3 separate regions of the Sus scrofa genome follow, and all the other regions are linked to region 3. A link is a contact called in public Hi-C and promoter capture Hi-C data. All regions are on one chromosome and are shown on one strand. Each heading gives the region's core, a stretch centred on a gene start, on an enhancer-like site or on the middle of the called end of the contact. The rest is flanking DNA. Distances are from core to core; before and after follow the strand shown.

What was found. Promoter capture Hi-C pulls out the DNA fragments that hold promoters and counts their contacts. A called contact is a pair of places that touch in the nucleus more often than the background predicts.
Region 1: a Hi-C map of omental adipose tissue shows a contact between it and region 3, with 2.0 times the contacts expected there. The contact joins the enhancer-like site here to the promoter of LRCH1 in region 3. A contact is called at or near these places in 1 of 5 promoter capture datasets (liver), 23 of 47 Hi-C or Micro-C datasets (adipose tissue, alveolar macrophages, blood and 13 more) and 2 of 2 datasets of contacts at active chromatin or transcription factors (alveolar macrophages and skeletal muscle).
Region 2: a contact with region 3 is called in a promoter capture Hi-C map of liver, with 3 times the contacts expected there. The contact joins the promoter of ESD here to the promoter of LRCH1 in region 3. A contact is called at or near these places in 2 of 5 promoter capture datasets (fetal skeletal muscle and liver), 4 of 47 Hi-C or Micro-C datasets (liver and skeletal muscle) and 2 of 2 datasets of contacts at active chromatin or transcription factors (alveolar macrophages and skeletal muscle).

The regions. Positions count from the first base shown.
Region 1 is chr11:20,725,293-20,727,992 of Sscrofa11.1, forward strand. All of the region lies in intron 16 of LRCH1 (leucine-rich repeat and calponin homology domain-containing protein 1), which reads right to left. Among named protein-coding and RNA genes, the nearest start is that of ESD, 74 kb to the left of the region's middle. Within about 2 kb of position 1,264, at least 1 of the 83 cell types and tissues checked has an H3K27ac peak or open chromatin away from gene starts, as enhancers often do. A contact at or near this core is called in omental adipose tissue, where this site is marked.
Region 2 is chr11:20,650,896-20,653,595 of Sscrofa11.1, forward strand. ESD (esterase D) reads left to right here and starts at 1,409. Exons shown (of 9, transcript NM_214060.1): 1 at 1,409-1,475.
Region 3 is chr11:20,905,139-20,907,838 of Sscrofa11.1, forward strand. LRCH1 (leucine-rich repeat and calponin homology domain-containing protein 1) reads right to left here and starts at 1,433. Exons shown (of 20, transcript XM_013980521.2): 1 at 879-1,433. The coding sequence starts at 1,197.

The DNA.
Region 1 (2,700 bases), core at 14-2,513, 180 kb before region 3:
TCTTTTATCTCCTTAAAGAATGAGTCCCGGGGAATATAGGGAACTTGAGATATATGCGAAACAAAATATTAGAAAGCAATATTACTATTAAAAATGTAACAATTTTATATTTCATATAAATATATGTATATATTTAAAATTTTACATTTACCATAAATGTAATGTAAATTTTACTTCAATATGGACATTTAACTAAAGGGGGGATTTTAACACAAAGAAAGACAGTGGGCAAGAGATCAAAATGCCAACTCTGCCAAAAAAATAAATAAAAAATATAAATGAAAGGCAGGTTACATTATGCTGGGTTGAGCTGGTCACATGATGCCATTTATTTAAACCTGTTGAGAGAGTCACAAATACCAGATAATGGAGAAAATATGAGGAAACCAGACTGATGGGTCATCAGGTGTGAAATGCCATGAGAGGCCACTAAATGGGACCTGCTATTTCAGAGGGATCAGCAAGAACACCGTAAAAATGGGCTATGATCCTTTTCCAAGTTCAGCTCATATATTTGGGGATACATAGAGTGCTTCTTCATTAACTTAAAAAATACACTGGAAAATGCATTTAAATCAGAAGGCAATGTTTAGCACAAAGAGAAGGATGGTTGAATTTGAAAGGTCAGATCTGGGAACCTACACAAATATTTATAAGGATTGCTGCTGCCAGAAAGTTGTCAGAAAACTACCCCTTGCCCAGGGTATACGGCAGACTAAGTGCAAACAGAGGAAAATAACAACTGCCCCATATCTGGGGTGATTAACCCAGGGAGATGAACACTGAAAACAATCCCTGCATTATTATTTTTCTGTGGTCCAGTGTAACAGCTACACGTGAATCCCTGGAATTTGCCCTCATACGAAAAATACCAGATAAATACCGCAGGGTTATTTTCTGAAAGATTTTCACAGTGATCATTTTCAATGGAAATTTTAGGACTTTTAATAAAAAGAAGGCAGTTTCACTTAGTAGCTTGCACAAAGAATCCTCAATAGGAGTTCCCGCTGTGACTCAGCGGGAATGAATCCGACTAGGAACCATGAGGTTGCGGGTTCGATCCCTGGCCTTGCTCAGTGGGTTAAGGATCTGGCATTGCCATGAGTTGTGGTGTAGGTCACAGATGCGGCTGCGATCTGGCGTTGCTGTGGCTGTTGCGAAGTCCGGCTGCTGTAGCTCTGACTCAACCCCTAGCCTGGGAACCTCCATATGCTGCAGGTATAGACCTGAAAAGGGTGGTGGCGGGGGGAGAATCCTCAATAACAGCTGCCAGTGATGAAGGTAGACCCGGTAGAGAGGAGATGATTGGAGAGTTAGGAGCCTTGGACGTGGTCCCCTCCCCCCTTTTCGTTGGTTCTCCTTTTAGTTAGTTCATCTACAAAGATAGAAATTCTACTGCTTTGTAAAATGTCTTAGGTCTTGGTGAGCTTAAAAAAAAGTCTTTGGTTTCAGATATCATTCCTAAGGAAATACCAAATCACACATAAATCTTTCATTCTAGGCTTTACTTCCTTTAAACAACCTCAGACCTATAAATAGCCACGCTTTCCGAAAACAAAAATGCCTCTCGCCCCCTTTTTAAGTCAAGGGACCAGTTTATCAGCAAAGTTTCCATTTGGCCTCCCTCGAATTCCAGAATTTAAAATGGGATGATATAAGAAGAGACTTTGGTTTTGTCACTGTTGTTTAATCATATTTGTTTTTAGTTAAAACTTTCAGAAATCTATGAAATAATAAAATTGCCTTTATAACTAACCTGCCAAGATATACAATGTCTTTCTCTGCAAGGAAATCTGGAAATGCATTTTTTTTTTTTGGTTGAACTTTGACTATAAATCACAGAAACATTTTGAATATATGTTTTCTATTTATTATATATAACATACTTAGATTAAAAACAGGAATCATGGGAAAAGATACCTTCCTACTGTGTTTGCGTTGTAGTTGTACCCCAAACATCTCACTTCTCCCCATAAATCATCCTCTCTATTTCATTTACCATTACTTTTCTCACTTGGTATCTTGGAATAAAATGTTTAAAATCTGAGCACACCCATATAGAGATTCAGATATCTGTGGTAAGTAGATGTAAATAAGTGTATTTATTTTATTTTTATCTTTTAGGCTACTTCAGATATTTAATGGCCTACAATCAAAAGATATCCACATTAATCCTAGCTAGGTGTCCTTGGTTTTTGATTTGCACATTTGTTTTCAGGCCAAGTTCCCATTCTTGAATATTTAGATGAAACTAACTCAAAGGGCAGAAGACATCAAAAGTCCAAATGCACAAACAATTTGCAAAAAAAAGAAGGCAAGTGATTTCATTTTTAGAAATTTCTTAATTTTTACTATTCTCAGTGCACCCCTCTAGGCTCAGTCACAGTATGTCTTAATTACTTTAAAAAAATCTCCTATGGTAAGCATAGATAATAAAAGATCAAACTCTGAAAGCATTTAAAGTTGAAAGTTCAGAAGCACAAGAAGCAGAGATAATTCAAATGTGCAAACCCCACATGTTTATAAACAAGCAAACACACCCCTCCAGAAAATAAAAAACCCAAACAGCAAGGATAGAGAAGAAATTATTGTAAAATCCCTCCAAAATTCAGAATATTCAAGATAAACATAGTTTGATAAAACCACCAGAGAACAATGCACATGCACTTTTCTGGACTTTCCAGGTGTATTATCATCCCT
Region 2 (2,700 bases), core at 159-2,658, 250 kb before region 3:
TATTTATTTATTCATTGTCTTTTTGCTATTTATTGGGCTGCTCCTGCGGCATATGGAGGTTCCCAGGCTAGGGGTTGAATCGGAGCTGTAGCCGCCGGCCTACGCCAGAGCCACAGCAACGCGGGATCCGAGCCGCGTCTGCAACCTACACCACAGCTCACGGCAACGCCAGATCGTTAACCCACTGAGCAAGGGCAGGGACCGAACCCGCAACCTCATGGTTCCTAGTCAGATTCGTTAACCACTGCGCCACGACGGGAACTCCTTGGGTACTGTTTTAGTTGTGAAACTCAGTTTGAAGAAAATTCCCTTTTCGGTGATTTATATTTTTAAAATGGTAGAAAATAAAACATTTTTCATTTCAATGCTTTCTCAAAATGAAAATAGTATTTTAAGTACCAATTTTGGGCTGAATTCCAATCGATATAGCTCCACAGGTGCAACCCACAAGTCACTGTGGCCAAATGGACCCGCGCCATGTAATCTCTTCTGTAGCATCTATAACATCAGTTTCAATAGAGGTCACTTCACTTACCAGTCCTTTCAGGAAGATATGCCACATAATTTGCAGGGTCCAGTGCAAAACGAAAATATGAGGCCCCTTTCAAAATTTCTTAACAATGTGGCACAGGAAAGAAATTAAGGGCAGGGTCCTTCGGCGATCTTGCTCTACTGCACGGGCTGCATGCCCACAAAACCAGTTTTGTCCTTCCGAAGATGTCATTCACAATCTGATGGCCTAGCTGTTAAATTTTTTTAAGGGTTTTGTTTTGTTTTGTTTGTAATCAGATTTAATTTTCTCAACAGGCAAAGTACATCACAATCAATTTGGTTAAGGCAAGCCAAGGAAGCAAAAGGTCAAGGAACTATTTGTTGTTAAGTCAGCAACCAGCAACTATATTACTCAATTCTTCTAACACTGAGAGAAGGAAGAAAAAAGGACACCGGTGAAGCACCTACTACTTTTCTAGCACAGGTGATTTTTTTCAATGGCTTTTGTTTAACCCCAGCTACCAAATAGGGGAACTGAAATTATGTCCCGGTTTCTAAATAACCTCAAAGGATTAGGCGGAAACATTTTCCACGAGTTAAATGGGGCCAGATCTCGTGTTTATTCAAGCCTCAGCCTTACTAAGCGTCCCCTGAGAAGGGTCGGGACCATAGCGCCTGGCGGGTGCTTGACTTCGGATCCGTCACAGGAAGTGGAGCCGCAGAGAGTTCTCCCGGGAAATGTGAGGTCAGGGAGGCGGGCGCTGGGGGCGGGGTCTTCTGGGCGGAGCCTTCGGGGCGGGGTCGATGAGGGGCGGGGCTGAGGAGTAGGGACCCTAGTGGGCGGGCCCGAGATGGGCGGGTCCGGTGGTTGGGACCGAGGGGCGGGCCCTAGAGGGGGTGGGACCGAGGCGGTGGCACAGCGGCCATGTTGAAGCTCCGCCTTTCCCTGACGGCTACTGCTCGGCCTCCGGCTGCTGCCGTAGGTAAGACTGGGGCTGGGCCGAGGTCCGTACGTCCTGGGCCGGCCAGGGTCTCCTGCTGCACGGATGACACTGTGGGGCTGTGGGGCCGGATAGGGGAGGACGCTGAGGCCTGCGGCGAGTCGCATGGGCGCAAATGCGAAGACCGCGCGGCCTCTGTCCGGGAGAACGACCAAGCCTTGGCAGGAAGCCGAGGGAGGGGCACTGGACCTTTTCCTCTCTGCGCTTCCAAGCATGTGTACCCCGGGGCATTCGGGCGTGCGATCTTTGCGGAGCAGGTGCGGGTGTCTCTAGAGCCCGCTACGCCTCTGTAGCTTTTCCTGCGGGAAGTGGATGTGTCCCCCGCTCGTGGAGGAAGCAGACCCAAAATGTTCGGAGGCCCCATGGGCGCCTGGGTCAGGAAGCCCGTGCGCATCTCCGGACGCTTGCAAGCACTTTCGAAGCCTGATCGTGTTGTAAATGCGCTGTCAGAGTTGTGTAGGGATCTGGAGGTCATGTCTCACGGGGTCGCCAGGGAGATAGCACTTGAGCAGAACTTGGAGGGCATTCGATGTTGCGGGAATAATGATAACTAACATTTGTGTATCATGGCCGGCAGTGTTCCAAGTATGTGAATTAACTTACCTAGTCCCAGGAACAGCCCTATCAGGTAGATCATATTAATAGGCCCATTTTGCAGATGGGGAAATGAGGCATAGGAGTTCCTGCTGTGGCAGTGGGTTAAAGGATCCCTCTTGCCTCATCTGCTACTGGGGTTCAGTCGCTGGCCTGGGAACTTACATATGCTGAGAGTGTGGCCATAAAAAAAAAAAAAAAAAAAAAAAAAAAAAAAAAAAAAAAGAGCTATGAGGTAGTTTGCCCAAAATCACTACCACTACCAAGTACTACGACTTAGTAGTACCTGGTGAAGCCAGAATCTGAACCTGAAGGGTTTGGCTCCACAACCTACCTGGTCCCAAACCGTTATACCATGGCACCCAGTAGAAACATCCAGGCTATCCTAGAATTATGTACATAATTGAGTTCGACTAAATTAAAGTAATAGAAAACAAGGCCAGAAAAATAGTCTGGGACCGTTGAAGACAATTTTAAGAGCCAGGGTGAGGTGTTTAGAGCTCATGGATGCTGTGGGTTTTTCCCTAGGGTGGATTAAAAATTCATCTATGGGCAAGCCATGTGAATTTTTGTGAAGGAAAAGAAATTATGTTTAGTACACAGTTAAAAATGT
Region 3 (2,700 bases), core at 183-2,682:
AGAGAAAGCAGACGTCTCAGAAATATGTCAACACATGACATAACTTGAAAACCCTGTATGCTCCTTGGCGCGAGTTACAACTTGCCCGGCTCACCGAGGAAAACCGGCTCACTTTACTTTTTTTTTCTTTAAAACATGCCAGGCCGTCCTCTCCAGGGCCCCCGCAAAGATTGGGTTACTGAGAACTAGGTAGCCTCGGTGGCAGAAACCAAGCCGCGTGGGCGGTTAGCTAGAGGCAAGGCACTAGGCAGCCAACCGCCTTGCCAAGTGGCCGCGATTCGGCTTCCCGACCACCGCCGCCGCTCCTTCCTCGCACAGGCGCAGGAAGGGGGAGCCTCGGCACCTCCTCGCAGGCGGCACCAAGTTGCCCGATCGCTGCGCGAGGCCGCCGAGAGGGTCTCGAGGCACCGAGCCGGTGCCCTCCAGTCGGCGGAGGCCGCGCCACCTTTGTCTGGGGTTCCCCATCAAGAGCCGCGACGCCTCCCAGTAAAGCGGAGTTGCCCGGGACGGAGGTGCAGACACCGCGGACGGGTCCTCAGACCCCACGCGGGGCCCAGGAAGCAGCTGCGGCGGGCGAAAACCTCCCACATCCACGGCGCGCACGGGGCGCGCCCGCAGGTCCCAGCCTGGCTGCCGCATCCCCCGAGCGGCCGCCGCCGGGTGCGGAGCCGCAGACCCCCGCGCTCGTGGGCGCTGCGGCGGGGAGCAGTCCCGCTCTCTCGGCGCCGCACAGCGGGATCGCCCCCGCGGCTCCCTTCCTCGGGAGAGCACGGGCCGCTGGACCCCCAGCAAGGCCAGATCTCAGACCGGCCACCGCGTCCGGGAAGGCACGACAACCAGCCACCCACACCCACTGCCCGCCCACGGCCCTCTCTCACCTGCCTGCACCGTGTCCGAGAGGTCGTGCGCGGGGGCCGCAGTCCTGGGAAATTCCTTCAGTTTCCTGGCACTGAGGTTCAATCCCCCGGAGTTGGCCGCTTCCTCCAGCGCGCGCTCCAGCCCCCGGTTCAAGGGCAAGTTGAAGCCCCCGCTGCCTCCGCCGCCGCCGCCTCCCCCGGGCCCGCCGCTGGCTCCGGTTCCTCCGTGGAGCTGCTGCTGCTGGTGGTGGTGGTGGTGGTGGGGATGATGATGTGGGTGCAGAGGAGCCACCGAAAGGGCAGGGACGAAAGGTTGGGGTTCGCTTCCCGGCGTCGCCATCTTCTCCCGGGCCCCCCCACCCCGCCCCGCCGCTCCTGCGGGGGGGTCACAGCTTTACCCGGGAAAGGGAGACAGCTGCCCGGGCCGAGTTCCTGCAGGGCTCCACCGAAAGATGCTGCAAGAGCGGGAGGAGGGTGTGGCAGGCGCGCGGTACGAGGAGCAGACGGGGAGGCGGCAGCGGCAGCGGCAGCTTGGTCTCGAAGGTTTCCTGTCCCCGGGAAGCTAAGGACTGCGGCGGCGGCAGCGGCGGCGGCGGCGGCGGCAGCAGGCAGCGCGCATGTGTCTCCTCCCGCCCCTGCTCCCTCCTCTCGGCGCGCTCCCCTCCTCCGCCGCCCGCTCTCTCCTCCTCCTTCCCGCGAGCGGCCAGCCCAGCCCCGAGCCCTCCTCCGCCGCGCGCCGCCGGGCCCTTCTCTCTGAACGCGGGGCGGGGCGGGGCGGGCGGGGGGGCGGGGCTGGACGCCTGCCCAGGGGTCACTTTCATTCAAATGCCGAACGTCCCTCTGGGGCTCTTTTTGCCCCTTAGAGGGCTTTACGGAAGCAGAGGTTTTAGGGGATCTGAGAAGACAGTGGCGAGCCAATAGATGGGATGTGAAATACAGTGAGATCACGGGGAGGTGAAGTTATCTCAAGTCTGCACATTTTTCTTGTTCTTTGACCCACAGGGAAGGCAGTTTTTCACCGTGGGGGGGTCTGGCCAACGGAGGACCCTTGGCAGGTGGGCACCGCCAATGAGCCAGACGCTGATCTAAGTCGTCTACAGGAATGATCTCAATTAATCCAGGGACCCCACGAGCAGAAAAACCGCCTTCTCCACTCCCCAGGGGAAGTTTAGAAACTAGTCTGAGGTCACCCGCGCAGTCAGAGACGGAGCTGGTTTCGAAAGTGGAGCCTTCAGGTTCTAGGGCCGCCCTCCTTCCTGTAAACTCGGGCTGAACCCCACTGCAAACAAATAGCAGCCGGGCAGAAAGTTTTCTGAGTGATGGCAGAAAACCACAGGCACAGAAAGAAAGGACTTTCAAAATGAAGGTGGCGTTATGGTAGACAGACCCCTCTGGCACAGGAGAAAGATGGGCTGGCTGTGGCTGAGCTTGGAACTGTGTGGAGCTGGAGAGGTCAGAAAGTCCCTGACCCCAACTGGCCGGTAACTCAGTCACAGTTGAAGCCTGCGCACTGGTATCGTCAAGGTACCCGCGTGGGCTCTTCTTACCCCTGCGGGGCATGGGAGCTCATCTATCTGCCTGCAAGCGAATTTCAGTTCAGCCCAGACCAACGCCTGCAACACCAGAGGTGACAGAGCATCTGACACCATAAGAGCAGATCAGCTGGCAGATGGATCAAGTCCCACTCTTTCCCAAAGTTCCAGCTCCAGCTCCCTGGGAGGGAGCCTTTATTTTTTGCTCTACACCCTAGGCTTGAGCAGCGCCCCCTTGAGCGACTTAAGCTAGGGGAAGTGAGGATGAGGGCCGAGTGAGAAAATAATTCAACGCTTGGAGCGGGGGAGTC